Regions from separate parts of the Danio rerio genome. Here region 2 is linked to region 1. Evidence: chromatin contacts called from public HiChIP or PLAC-seq data. All regions are on one chromosome and are shown on one strand. Each heading gives the region's core, a stretch centred on a gene start, on an enhancer-like site or on the middle of the called end of the contact. The rest is flanking DNA. Distances are from core to core; before and after follow the strand shown. Region 1 holds the start of hpse (heparanase). Region 2 holds the start of nnt (nicotinamide nucleotide transhydrogenase).

Region 1 (7,915 bases), core at 2,978-5,477:
TTAGTTTATCTTTCACATGTGATCTTTTAGAAATCATATCAGATATGATGTTTTAGTTCTCCAAAAAACATTTTGTATGATTAGCAATGATAAAAAAAAATTGTGGCAAGTAAAAAAAAAACAGCATTTATTTTATGCAAAAATATGTTGTAACATTATAATAATATGTAATTATAAAAACATTTTAGAACATTATAAATATATAGCATTTGTCACTTAAACATATAAATTATTAATTTATTGATTACCACCTACAAGTTTGGTACTTTCGAGTGAGTATATGGTATAATAACATCTTTTTTTGTGTTATTTAGGTACCGTTATAGTTTCTTAAAATAATTTTTATTAGATTTTATTTCTATGCTTTACATTTCTATATCAAAGAGTTTGTTGTTGACTAAATGTTTAAAGCAAAAATGTTCCTAAAAATGTATACTTTTTCTTATTTTTTAAAATTTTATATTAATTTAAATGAAAGCCTTCCCAGAGATGGGTTGCGGCTGGAAGGGCATCCACTGCGTAAAAACTTGCTGAATAAGTTGGCGGTTCCTTCCGCTGTGGCGACCCCGGATTAATAAAGGGACTAAGCCGACAAGAAAATGAATAAATGAAAGAGAAATATGCTGTTTTTGCAGTCATTTTCTTTTTTTTTTTTGTTCTTATGTTTTAGTGCTAATGTTAGTTACTGATTAATGTTTTATTCTGTAGTCTTAATTCTGTATTTATTTAATAAAAAATTAATATTATTATTTTTACTTTTTGTGTATTCCACTCTGTTTTGATGCTCTTGTTACTGCTTTGAGTCTAAGAAAAGCGCAATGTAAATAAAATGTATTAATACAAATGTTTATTTTCATAGTTCACAAATTTGTCAGCTGCTGAGCAGAAGATGGCCACCACGGTCGGAGTTCCTGAAAGCTTTGTGGCCAGAAAAGCGGCAGGACAGAGCGTGAGGAAGGTTGGCGAAAACAGCATTCCTCTCATTCTTCACAACACCATACAAGTGATTCAGGGCATTTTTTGTTTGGGATTAAACAGCCTAGGTATAATAAGCCAACGAAAGCAATAGAAAGAGATCATTAGCTGAGTGTTTTTTAAACATTAGCCATGAATTAAATATGAAATTACTTCATCCTAATCCTCTTAAAGGATTTACAGGGCATTAATGCTAAATCTACTCTTAACCTTTCTCACGTTTCTGAAGGAAAAGAAAAGAATGGTTTTCAGTGAGTAGAGTTGAGTCATCAACTGAAGTGGATTTCATGATGTTTGTTTCTTTCTGTGTGTCAGTCTGTGGATGTTGTGGTAGTGAACAGGTTGTACCTGGCTCTGGTCCTGTTCTCCTTACTGAAGGAAACAAACCTGTGGATTGTGTCCGAACGATTCCAGCTGACCAGAGGTTTCGTTCAGACTCTTCTCAGCTCAGCGTCTGCCTTTGGATCATCTGTGCTGCACTTCACGGAGGTTGAGAGACACATTTTGTTAAAAGAATAGAAGACACATCAGCCTATATACAGTTGAAGACAATTATTTTATTACATTTGAAATATTTTCCAAAAATATTTCTCAAGTGATGCTTAAAGGCTAATTCAAACCACTCAAAGAAACACCTACAAACAAGTTGGTGGTTGTATAAAGAATATAAAATAGAAAATACTGTCAGAAGCAAAGGTTGTTGCTGTTTTTTCGGAAAATCATATCGCACTGCTCAGGCGTTCCTCAACCCAGAAAATGGCAATTTAACATGTTTAGTTGCGTGAAAACAAACTCTGTCCAATAACATCAGACACATAAAACCTATATATACTATTTTCTGTAGAAACCACTGTTGTCTAATGACTTGCCTAGTCAAACTAATTAACCTAATTAAGCCTTTAAATTGCGTAATTAAATACGTTAAATTAGTTATTATAAATAAGTTATTAAAACAATTATGTTTAAAACATGTTGAAAAAAAATTATATTTTAATAATAATTTGTCTTCAACTGTATGTGTATCAGCTGTATTTTTTGTATGTGTTATAAATTTAATTGGATACTAAATCAAGTTTGTCTGGTCATTTCAGGAGCTGGAGGAGTTTTGGGCATACAAGGCTCTTCTCTCTGAGTTGACTCGAAGATTGACTTACTGTGTGCAGGCCGAGCTCATTCCTCTCATGGAGGTGTCTGGAGTCCTGGAGGTAAGTGTAGAGTATTTATGACCAGAATATTTGCTTGAATGTTATATTTGTGTGCTCATTTTGTTTTTTATTCTCTTTTGATTATAGCATCGTGCTAAGCAGCTGTACAGTGCCGGATACAAGACATTAGCACATCTGGCCAATGCAGATCCACAAACTCTGGTCCAAACTATTGAAAACCTCTTTAAGAAACAAGCGTATCAAATTATTGCATCTGCAAAAGTAAGTATTGTATTGCATTATACCAAAGTGTCTTTAAGGCAAGTCATTTCACTCGTTGGCCATCTTTGAAACACCTGTCTAAATAGGGAAACATCAAATTTTCCGAAAGCAAGCTTATGATTGCATTACATATTTGAAATCACCAATAAAATTAAACAACAACTGTCTTATAAGTTTCGTTTCTAAACATTAGAAACACACAAAATCTGCATATTTTCAGGTTGCCCAAGCTAATGCACATGCGCACTCGAAAGGAACGAGATCACAACACCAACCTTATTTATGGCCGTGTTACACATTATCATAATCTGAATAATGATCATCAGATTGCTCTTCTGCTCGTCTGACGTAATCCACAACTTGGTCTTGGTGGTGAATCTTCTCCAGAAATGACAGCGACTATTTGTTTACTAGTTTGTGGGTGTTAAATAGTTGCTGTCATGTGATGTGCATTTGTCAGGATGGATTGTACCTCACGTTCATTTTATACAGATTACAAAACAAACAAACTTTTGTTTTTTTAGGTGAACTTCTTCATTTAAAAGTAGAGATTTCAGGCTTTCTGTAGATACAGTTTTTATATCTGTGAAGCAAGTATTCGAGTGTGTTTGTTGACCACAAAACTGTAGTAAATCACACGTCTGATCCAAGCTTCTCTCCCAGAGAATCATCAGTCTGTAGCGATTGATGATTGGCTCCTGTACTAGTAGGTGGGGCTTCATTCGCCATATTGACCGTTACACTTTTCCCCATGTAATTACATACAACAAATTTTTTATCAAACCTAGCATTCTAATACTCTTTGCCATGGTACTTCTCGTTTACATCATGCTAAAAATTTTCAATTACACAGAACAACCCCCCACTTTAAAACAAAGCAGCTGTTATAATTTATCACCGTATAGCAAAATGTACATAACCATGAACACACAAAAATGTTACATGCTATACATGGTTTTAGGTTATAGCAATAATACATTTTGCACAATTACATGTAACTAATTGTATATATATATATATATATACTCAGCCATTCTTGTTTCTTACGCAAATTAGCTATCTACAAATACTCAAATTTTCAGTACTATTGAAATAAAAACTTTATAGACGTTTATTGTTATATAATAAACCAAATCTACATGACTTTTTTCCCTGTGGAACACAGAAATGAAATGAAATCAAAAGTGGTTTGGTTTTCTTTTTTCCCTTGCATTGAAATCAGATGCTGATATCAGGCCTCACAAAAGATGCAGACTTATCATAAAAGCATCATAAAGGCATTTGCTCACATGGTTGCTGTCATATGTCTTAAGATAAAGATAACAGAAGACAGTCTTTTATAAAAATGATTTGGTTTTGAATACTTTTTCAGGTGACAAGTTCACTGTCACTATATACAAAACACTGACCAGGCTTTCAGGAGCTTTCTCTTTTGTCACAATGCCAGTCTAACTGGATTGAGCGTGTTTTTCACAACATTTCTCACTGTTCATTTTCAGATGTTATTAACAGAAAAAGCAGAAGCCCTGCAGGAGGAGGTGGACGACCTGCTTATGCTGCCATTGGATCTCCCATCATTGTAGATTGTGTACATTTGTATTTAAGTGATGTAAATGGCCTGTATAATATCGAATCTACCTGTAATTATGTAAACTCAGCATGTCTGGCTGGAATAAAAGTGGAAGTAAACATGTAGCACCTGTTAGGTTACTCATTATGTCATTTTGTACCATAAAGATTTTACAACCAAAGGTGGAGCAGACTTACAAACAACCTCTTTTATTATGAGTTCCAACCAATCAGCGCGCGTATGCAGATTAAGGAACCGTCCCGAAGCTACGCCCATCAACCGCTGCCGTGGGATGTTTTACAAAATAGAGTCATACACCAATTCCTTTTTCATCAGTCTATCTAGAAATGAGGAAGTATCTCAGCGTTGTCAAATTCGCCTGGGTGTTTCTGATGAAACTGCAGCAGTAAATGAGGAGTACACCGGCAGTCTGAACAGATGAAGTCCGCAGCCACAGCGCTTTCCACATTATTCGCTCTTCTTTTGTTTGACCCGGTTTACCTCGAGGCTAAAACAGTGATTTCTGTGGATGATGTTGGTCAGTTCGTACGTGTGGATGTGGATTTGTCCCGTGTTGCCCGACGGGTGGATGAAAAGTTTCTTTCCGTGGCTATTGATGCGAGTTTATTAACCGAGGAGAAGTTTATGAACCTACTAAAGTAAGTACTTTTAAAGCTTTGAGTGACGAAATATTGAAATGAATAAATGACATTCTGTTTTATTGCAGTTCACCAAAGTTAAGAACCCTCGCCAAAGCTTTGACCCCAGCCTTTTTGAGATTTGGAGGCACCAAACAAGATTTTCTAAAATTCAGTCCACGCGGAAGATATTATTTACAAGGCAGAGAAAACGGCAGCAGCGCTTTTCAAGGTACTTTTTTATCATCAAAACATGACTTGTAAACCACATCCTCTGACTGAGTAAGCTGTCTGTGTTGTGCTCTGTGCTGTCATCTGACTTTACTGGCATGATTCCAGTTTTTCTTTAATGGAGGAACAGTAAACTTATTCACACGACCATTCTGGACATTCCTTGCATACTACAGTGCCCCTGCATAACCTGTTGCATCTGCCGTTGATGGATTTGCTTATCCTTAAAGGGATAGTTCACCCTAAATTGAAAATAAACTTGCAATGTACAGTGCTTACCCCTAGGGGTTCCAAACTAGTTTCTTTATTCTGTTGATCACAAAAACAGATATTTTAAACCAAGATTCACTGTAAAAGAGATTCACTGATATGAAGTAAGAGAATGTGTATATCTATCCAGGTATCTTTTTCTATTTTTAACCGGAACCTGCTGCTAAAACCAGTAGCATCCATAGTAAGAAAAACAAATACCAAGTCAATGGTTATAAACCTGTTTTAAATCTGTATGTTAATGAGAAATGGGAAATGGAATGGGATGAATGTAGAAAAAACAAATTGTATGAAGTGAATCCATTTGTAAATAATTACTATTTTGAAAATAGACATGACCAGGTTGTACATACGAGATGTGGAATAACACAGTACGTAGCTACAAACATACTGACACCCCATAATGAAAGAGGGAGGAAAAAATAAAGAATAAATAAATAAAATTAATTAGGAAATTAGAGATCAACTTTAACTTTGAATATAGTAGCCTCTGAGCATTCAATGTAGGATAGAAAAGGCTGCCAAACCTCATAAAACGTTTTGTAGAGCCTCGGATGATGTATTTAAGATGCTCAAGTTTAAGATGTGATAACACTTCTAATATCCAGTGTTTGTGGTATGGTGAGTTTGCTTTTTCACCAGAGAAGAATCGGGCATTTGGCTATTAATGAAGAGAAGGCAACGATTTCTACATGATTAGCTGATAGGTGCATTTCTTCCGGCACTTCACCAAAAATGCAATTCTAAGGATTAGGATCCATATCTTTTTTACATATATATGAATATGATCTAAAGATGTTGATTCAAAATTTATCTAATCTAGGGCATGCTCAGATCATATAACCCAGATCTGCCGGCTCCAAACCACATCGGGGGCAAGATTAATCTGATCAGTAAATGATAACTTTTGTTCAACTATCCCTTTAAGCCATCACTTTTCTAAGAATTCACTCGGGACACTAACAGTTTTAAAGCATAAAAAACCTAATACTCCTAAAATATTTTAGAGAGTTTTAATAAAAAGTATTGTATTTAGATGCTTTACTGTTTTACTTCAATGTGTATTTGTTTGAGTGTAATTGTAATGTTATTTTTATTTATTGTTTTTATATAATTTACTATATTACAAAAGTTTTTTCTTGTATCTTAATGGTGTGCATGTGTATTTTATTCATATTTTTCATTTTATTCATATTAAAGCATAAAGTAATAAGCATAAATTAATTCCGGTTAAAGCAGGAATGGGTCTTCAGGCTGTTGAGCTTAATTCAAGGTTCTGCATGTTAACCCTAAGGCTATGTTCTTTCTCTATTGTCAAGTTAAGCCTGAATTAAAAAATAAATGATAATTTTTTCTGTGAATGGATTGGTGTAAAATAATCATACATTTTCTATATAATGTCATGTATCAATTGCATTTAATATTATGGCTTTCATGACTTTTTGTTAAATTAAAAATTGTCAATTTAATTTAACAAAAGACAGAAAATGGCCCTATAAAATATTGTTTTAATTTCCTCATTTTATGAATGTTTGTATTTATTTAATTATTAATACTTTTTTTCATGCATTTATATTTATGTATGCTTTTTATTTATTTATCAATGCTTTTAATGTTTTATTCATTCAGTCAGTCACATCTAATATTATTTCATCAGGAAATGTATGTAAGAGACTTGAATTGCCTCCACTGCTGGAAAACCGGTTAAAGCAGGAATGGGTCCAACAGTCAAAGTCTTTACTTCTGGAGGAACTGGACGGAAAATACCGCAACACCAAATTCTCTGGTCAGTTTAATTCTGTTCCACTTCTGTTTGGGAGTTTTTTTATGAGTGAGTAAGCGAAACATTGTTCTGTTACAGGAATATAAATTCATGCCAGATCAAGTCCTGCTGACACATAACTTGATTTATTTGCAGTTTGGAAAAATTGGGAATTTAATTAGAACATTTTGCAGGTCTGACAAAGTGTGGAATAAATAAAGCAGATTTTTTCTCACGTAATTGTTCGTAGTTTTTATAGAAAATTAAAAATGTCTAAATAAAAATAAATCTGTGATAATGTAGCCTAGCTATAGCAGTGCAGGTCAGACATACTTGAAGCCAATAACATTCTCAAGTTTAAAGGAGTTTTTATGGGTTTAGTTTATCCAGATATGAAAATACTGTCATAATTTTTTTCACCTCTTTGTTGTTCCAAACCCATAATTAAAGTAAATCTTGTGAACACAATTAGAGTTTTTTTATGACATCTGAGGGATTTCAGTTCTTTATAATAAATAAAATTTAGAAAATATTTTATTTATTTGAATAAACTTAGGGTAAATAAATTTTGCAGAAATTTCAATTTTGGTAAACTAATCCTTTAATTTGTTTATTAAAAAATGCATTATTTTAATATAAGACTGTTAAATATTTTATTCCTAATTGTTTGCTAAACAGTGTTCATGAGTATGCTTTAACAAACAGCCAATGATGATTTTAGCCAGATAATTTATACCTGAATATCCCTTTTTCCCAGACTCGTGGTTATTTTTTACATGACAAAAATAAATAACATGCCGTTTAATTACTGCAGTTTTAATAAAATGCTGTACTTTGAAAATGACAGTTTTTGCTGTTGAGTTGTATGAGCGTGTAAAGCTACAATTTGCCAATATAATAGTGTAATATGCATAGAGATTCTGACTCAAGATGCAACATACAGTACTTGTTATTATTAGCTTATGCTTAAAACCATTTATTATATCATTTTAAATAACAAAATCCCTATTCTGTTTTGGCATATTCATTTGTAAATTAAATA
Region 2 (7,915 bases), core at 2,273-4,772, 480 kb after region 1:
TGGTAGTCATTACTTTTGACCGAGTAATCAAAATTACACAGGACACATTCTACATTTATGATAAAAAGTTCTATTGTGCTGAATTTTGTGTTGATTGTGAAAAAATATTGGTTTTAAAAAATATTTATCATTAACAAGATGTGTTTTCTGAGCAATAACGACAATAACAAAAACAGTTTGAGTGATGTGACACTATAGAAATGGCTGCCAAAGTCATTTTAAAACTTCTTCAAAAAATTAATTAAAAAAATAAATACAAATCACAAATTCAAATTATATAATTTATATTACCATAACAGTAGTTTTATGACTAAGAAACATTATACTGACCATAAACTCAAATGGTGGTTAATTTAACTTCAAGACAACAATCCAGATTGTAAATAAAGTCTGGAAATGGAAACAACATCTGAGTCCCAAAAACGTTCTACAACCACAAAGCTGAAAGTGACCATAGACATGTTTCATTTCCCAGCGCTCAATCACAGACACGTTCCTGGCTCCTCAGCTGACACTGTGCAGAAATAACCCGTTCCCCCTGTCATTACCATACTGCCCCCGTCTCAAAAAAAAATGCCTGCCGTTAACACCGGCCTCCAACACACACTGTATCCAAGCAGCCAGAACGCGACACAGGTCACTAACAGCACACTCATTCATATCCTCAGACAGTCCAATCACGCGACTGAACAAGCAGAAGAGGGACAAAGTGACCTTGATGGTCACCACATGGAAACATTAGCATAATAATAATAGGACAACATTTATGTATGTCTTATTTGCTTCTGACATACTTTAAAATGAAATATGCTTAGGCAAAACAAGCAACGTTTACCCATAAGCATAAGTGTACCATACTCAAGCTCTTTCCGTTTAGTGTGATTTAAACTTAAGGAACACAAACACTCAATCACTAGTCACACGATTACAAACATCAATCATCCAAATTAGATCATGTTCAATATTCCAGCACTGTTACCTGGACTAGTGAGGCGGTTGAGGGCTTGATGTGTCCTAAAGAAGCGCACACAAGGTTTCTTCACCGTCCGGGCACATTGTAGCCCAGAGAACAGGGGGCTGGAACAGCTGCTGGCCACCACACGCAGAAGACTCGCCATCAGAGACACAAGGAGGAGCTGTGCAGTCGGAACGGCCCTCCTCCTACATGTGAAAGAGAGAAAAGAGTGAGCTGGCTGACCTATCCCATAATGCTTCACTCTGGAGCTCAGCTGTTTAGCCACCTCCAAGGTGACACACTTATAGTATGCTCTTAGTTCGCACAAGTGGGTGACTGAGTGGTTGAGGGCCTTACTAACATTATGAATTGTGACATTGCTTAAAACAATTCCAGATCAAGAACACTTTGCTTAATATAAAAAAGTCATATTAAAAAAGTTTACTAAGCAATGCACATGCAAGTAATAGTAAAGATAGTTATAATGTTACAAAAGATTCTGATTTTGTTCAATAAATAATCATTTAGTACATACAGTTTTCAAAAATGATAATCAGAAATGTTTTTGCTCACATTAGAATGATTTCTGAAGGATCATGTGAATACTTAAGTAATGATGATGAAAATGTGCTCGTTTAAATTCATTAAATCACATTTTAAAACTAGATTCAAAAGGTTTATTGTACCATTTTTATAATACTGTGGCTTTTATTAAAAAGCATCATTTTGAAAAGCAGCTTAAAAACAAGTCTTTTATTATAGATGTATACATTTATTATTTGTTTTTCCAATATATTCCAATGTTTTACAATATTTTTGACCAAATCAAACTTTTATGCGGTTTGTATATTGTACAGTAGTAAAAATACAATGGAAATAAATACATTTGCACTTATTTTCTCCAGTATCTAAAGAACATATGGCTCTTTGCAGTCTATTTGTAGAGACACAAAACAGATCAATTAATCCTCGGGGTGAAACAGTCAAGGTCGAGCTGAGGCCAACTCTGAAAAGTGTGGTGAAGTGTATTTGTTCAGCTACAGACTTTCTGATATGAAGGTGATAAGGGTTTTTTTCTCAGCGGGCCAGAGCAGGTTACACAGTAGCAGTTTACAGATTGGAAGACCTACAGGTCATTTATGGTCTTTAACACCATAAATACTGTCTGAGCCAGAATACACAATATTAATAATGAAAAAAAGCATCTTACTAAGCAAATACAGAATGAATCTTAAATGTTTTTAGTTTTCACTTAAAACAACTGTAAAAACAATGCAATAAATTGTTAATTATTAAAATTCTTTTTTATCACTAAAATTTGCAGGCATCATGATATTATTTTAATTTAAGATTAATGACTAAGATAAGATCTTTTTATACATTACAATTTGCAGAGGACACTCAGTAAAATGTTAGCTTGACAATAGATACTAAACAGATTTAGGAAAAAATAATCTGATGTAATATTAAATTAAATGTTTTAATCTTTATACTTTGGCAATCTAATCATTGTGTGCTTATCAGTTATTCCATTTAATTACTTAAAATATAAGACAATTTAGCATGATTGGCTAAATTGTACTAATTATACTACATTTCTTCATACAAATATGTATTTTTATTGCAATTAAGTAAGTTTATATTAAAATTGTTCTTTTAATTTGATGTAAACAGCATAATTATTAATAATTATCATTATCATCATCAAATCTACTGATTCTGCAACACAATAAATGCCAGATTTGTGTTAATAAAAGTTAAAGCACACCTTAAGCATGGTGCACATGAACAGTTTTCACTAACACACCAGTGATTAAACGCCTAAATTTAGCTACGTTTCCTAATATATAGACACTCAAGCAACCCACAGATAAAAGCACTGCAGTTTGATTTTGCATGAAGGCGTAGGAAACAATCAAAGCACCTATTTAATTAAAGGCGTGCAGACAGACTCTATTGGATTATCGTGCCAACTACAATCCAATTCCAGCACCACGTCAACGGAACAAACGAGTGACAAGTCTGCATCAAATGTGACCCAAAGATTACTCAACCCTTCATTAACTTTCATAATTTAAACACACGGATAGTAAAAATGAATATTATTCACTATGAAAGGAAACGGTTGTTTAACGGCGCTTGTCCTCGTGCCAACGGTTTGTTATTGGACAACGCAAAAGTCATTCATTCAAGTAGCTCAATGGCAAAGGGTTATCTGCATACATTTATAACGTATTTTCAATAGAATCATGCGGCTCAAAATAGTATTAGTTGTATATGTGATAATTAACATCCGTTATGCGCTAGTTTGTTTGTTTTTTCGGAAGAGAAACGCGGCTCTACAGAAGGCGGGCACTAGCGCCTCATTTCCCCTTCTTTTCTTTTGCTAGCATGATAGCTACACAGAAAGCCACAACTGCAGTTTGCGCTTGCATTTCGAGAACTAATCGACGCTAGCACGAATGCATTGTTTTGCCTTCAACTGACAATGTTGGTGGAGATGGATATTGAACAAGTGAAAATCTCACCGGGACGAGAGAGAGCATCAATCAGCGACCTTTGAATGCGGGGACGCGCAGCTTACAGCCGTCACCCGGAAACACTCGAACTCACCTCCGCCGGGCACCGTTTCAGTGGTTTCATTCGCCTGTCAGTCAACATATGTAAATCAGTCATGTGCTAAGGGGGCGATTCTTAACGATATTTAATAACCTGCATAGTTAAAAGGGTTCCCCACGCTTTTCAGCCTCAGCCTGCGATCCCCAAATTAACAACTCCAGTGATTCGCGACCACACTATTGGGCTTGGAGGTGCTTATAAACATACAAAAATTGCACACAAGAGTGCACAGACACCAATTTGAACTATATAAACATGAGCATATAGATAACATAAAAAATAGCATAGCCTCACTTAATGAAACTAGTTGGCACTTGTTTACAGCACAAGACTATTCTTGGTATAATTTTTTTATACCAAGGTTTTGTATACCAAACCAGGGTTGCCACAGCGGAATGAACCGCCAACTTATCCAGTATATGTTTTACGCAGCGGATGACCTTCCAGCTGCAACCCATCACTGGGAAACACCCATAAACTCCCATTCAGACTCATACACTAAGGCCACTTTAGCTTACCCAATTCACCTATAGCACGTCTTTGTGGAGGAAACCGGCACCCAGAGGAAACTCATGCAAACACAGGGAGAACATGCAAACTTCACACAGAAATGCCAACTGACCCAGCCGGGGCTCAAACCATCGACCTTTGTGCTGCTACCCACTGCACCACTATGATGCCCTATTAAGTATATAGAAAATATATTATAAGATAAAAACATTTTTATTTTCTGTAGGATATGGATAATATATGGTAATTCGGTAATTTATTTAAAATCCACTTTATTTGGCCACTTAATTAGGCCAAACGCAGATTTCTAATCAGCCAATCATAGGGCAGCAACTTAATGCATTTAGGCATGTTGACATGGTCAAGACAATCAGGAAGATTGGAAAAACATAACAGCGTGTCATGCAGCGTGAATCATCTCAGACCGGTTTCCTAAACATGAAAATGAGTTCACTGTACTCAAATGGCCTACACGGTCACCGGACTCAATCCAATAGAGCACCTTTGTGATATGGTGGAACGGGAGATGTGCAGCCGACAAATCATTTAAATATGGACCAAAATCTCAAAGGAATATTTCCAGTACCTTGTTGAATCACAAAGGCAGCTCTGAAGGCAAAAGGGGATCCAACCCAGTACTAGTAAGGTGTACCCAATAAAGTGGCCGGTAAGTGTAATCCTGTATTGTAAATTCAGCAGTCAGTAACGTTACATAAGGAACTAGATATTTGTATAGCTACAGTACCATTAAGGAGAGTACAAACAAAAAAATCTGTTAAAACTGTGTGTTTGTTTAGCAAGGCCTAGCGTTATTTGTAGTATTTGTATTATTTTTTTGTTTTGTTTTGTTTTCCTCATTGAGTATGTGTACTTATATATAACTCTTTATGCTTTTCAGATATTTTATGTATAGCCCTGGCATTGTTCTGTAAATGTCGTTCATGAAGTAATAAAAACTAAATAATAAAAAATTTATAATAATAAAAAAATAAAACTTGCAAACAGGCATCACAGTGGCACAGTGGGTAGCACAATAGCCTCACAGCAAGAAGGTTGCTGGTTCGAGCCTCAGCTGGGTCAGTTGGCATTTCTGTGTGGAGTTTCCATGGTCTTCCGGTGTCGGTGTGGGTTTCCTCCGGGTGCTCGGGTTTTCCCACAGTCCACAGACATGCGCTATAGGTGAATAAAAAAAATTAATTGGCCGTAGTGTGTTTGAATGCAAGAGTGTATGGGTGTTTCCCAGTGTTGGGTTACGGCTGCAATGGCATCCGCAGCGTAAAACATATGCTGGATAAGTTGGTGGTTCATTGTGCTGTGGTGACCCCTGATTAATACAGGCACTCAGCCGGAAAGAAAATGAATGAATGAAACTTGCATACACTTTATTGGAATTATCATAACCATATTTGCCATAGCTGTCATAGCTATTACTATTATCATAAATTTATTTTGCATTGTTGTCCTACAAAAAAATTAAACTAATCATCAAGCATAATCTTCTAAAATTTTGCAGCTACAAATGATCACATTAACATTAAATTAGCAATCAATTCTTTCTAATTATTAGTTTAAAGTGAATTAAAATGACTTCTTTGATTTATGATTCATTCTTGTTTTTAGTTAATTTAGTTTTACGTTAATTTCCTTGGAAACTAGAGACTGTTGATTTATTTACTAATTTATTCACAATATTTATTTTTATAGATATTTAATATATTTATAGTTAACATGTATTTCAAGTAACAGACATAAAGACATAATTGTTTTGAAGGTTTTAATTTTACCCAGTAAAAAGAGTTGTATACACCTACAGAGAGTCTAATGTCCAGCAGATGGCGGTAGTAGACAGGAGCAACGCTTTAACACTAAAAACTGTACATCAAAAAGAATAAAAAAAATCTTGTGAAAGGAGGCACAGATCACAGGTTCTTGATTTTTGCAATTAACACCACTGTGAAATTAGGATTCTACAGCCCCTTTACAGACCAATTAGTTTAGTTAGTCAATGGAACTCAATGTTATTAACGGAGTTGGCGAGTAGCCTAAAATGAAACTGCAGACACTATTCAAGAAGTAACTTTGTTGTTAACAATTTCTAAACTATAAAACCCATTTTGCATTGAACACAGCCTTTCTGTATGGTGGATGGTGCAGTTTTACGTTTTCCCCTTGTTTCTCATATGTTTCTGTTCAACTAAATCCATTTGTGGAATGTCTGTGTGTAGTGTGTTAACCATTAACTCTCCTCAGCAACCCACTTTCAGCACACAATTCCTCTCACACCTGGAAAATAGTTTTATCTTATGACCAATTAAATCCACTGCATGAATTACAACAATGTTTTCTTGCTTTATTGTTGTTTTGTAATATATAGTATATGCTGCAATGCATGTTTAGATGCTCTTAAAATGTAAATGTTTTAAGGAGGAACATTTACCATGCTTTACTTTAATGTGAACCCCATAATGTTCTATTTTGCAGTCTTTCTGAACGTGATTAACTTTACTATTAACAGTTTCTAGCTAAACATGTACGCTTTACACTTTTAGCCTTTTCTATCACTTCATAGTAGATAACATTAAATGTGTTAGACCTGCAATTCATAGTCTATAAAAAATAAGTGCATCAGAAGTATCAACTTGCTTGCAGTTTCATCTCTATAAAAGGTTTCATGCATGTTTATTTGATCTGGCAAAAGAACAAATATAGATCTGCAGGCTAGGCTATATTTACAGCAAATTATTGAGGCGATGGTATTAATCATCATAGTTTTGAGGTCTGTTTGGCAGATGCAGAGTGAGTGAGACAACAAAATTGCATGGAAAGCATTAAAAAGCATCTGAATAAATAAGTGCAATACAGCTTGAGTTTTTTTTTTTTTTACATATTTGTCAGTATATAGCAAGACTTTAAATACTTTGAAATATAAAACATGTAATATATTATTAATATATGAAGAGTTTAGAAGCAAAACCCTCTAAATGCCATCTGAATTTTTTTTTCTTAAATGAGCATTTTATCAGACTCCTGAGTAGGTGCTGTTATTTCACTTTTACAGCACAGGATAAGCCCTACTCATGTTCATTAAAGTTAAATAACTCAACATAAACACAGGAGGTTGAGAAAAAAAATTCTATGGAATTTTCAGATGGCACTTTTTGCATCTGAACTCTTCATATTATTTTTTTGATAAAGTACAGATCAGTAAACACAGTACAAAAAATAAATATATATATAAATAAACATCTGTGAATTTCCGCTTTGAAAATAACATATAACAAACATCTTGGATAAGTTGGTGGTTCATTCATTCATAATTGCTAAATTAACAGAAATCATGGTCCCATATTGCAGTTTGAAAAGCAAATATAAAGAAAAATAAATAGCCAGATATTTTGGACAGTGCAAGTATGTTGTCTCATTTATATACTTAAATGAAAAAAAGTGAAAAAAAATTAAATATGGGTGACACAATGTTACTTTGTCATTAAGTGTATTTGTTTTGAGTTATTTGTTTTATTTTGGCTGGAATACAAAACAGAATTAAATTAAATGTAATTATGGAATTAAAACAATTTTTGGGTCAAGATTATTAGCCCCCTTAAGCAATTTTCTTTTTTCAGTTGGCTACAGAGTATACAATAACTTACCTAATGACCTTAACTAGTCTCATTCATTCATTCATTCATTTTTTTTCAGCTTAGTCCCTTTATTAATCTGGGGTCGCCACAGCGGAATGAACCCTCAATTTATCCATCATGTTATGCGCAGCGGATGCCTTTCTAGCTGCAACCCATCCCTGGGAAACATCCATACACACTCATTCACACA

Evidence for each region. HiChIP or PLAC-seq counts read pairs in DNA pulled down with a chosen protein or histone mark.
Region 2: a contact with region 1 is called in an H3K4me3 HiChIP or PLAC-seq map of embryo, with 6 times the contacts expected there. The contact joins the promoter of nnt here to the promoter of hpse in region 1. A contact is called at or near these places in 1 of 18 Hi-C or Micro-C datasets (an unstated tissue) and 1 of 4 datasets of contacts at active chromatin or transcription factors (embryo).

The regions. Positions count from the first base shown.
Region 1 is chr21:20,689,919-20,697,833 of GRCz12tu, forward strand. hpse (heparanase) reads left to right here and starts at 4,228. Exons shown (of 12, transcript NM_001045005.1): 1 at 4,228-4,631; 2 at 4,700-4,842; 3 at 6,769-6,897. The coding sequence starts at 4,411. It overlaps helq (helicase, POLQ like), which reads left to right. Exons shown (of 18, transcript NM_001282423.1): 14 at 860-958; 15 at 1,291-1,464; 16 at 2,067-2,180; 17 at 2,268-2,402; 18 at 3,902-4,095. The coding sequence ends at 3,985.
Region 2 is chr21:21,169,669-21,177,583 of GRCz12tu, forward strand. nnt (nicotinamide nucleotide transhydrogenase) reads right to left here and starts at 3,523. Exons shown (of 22, transcript NM_214756.1): 1 at 3,484-3,523; 2 at 980-1,161. The coding sequence starts at 1,118.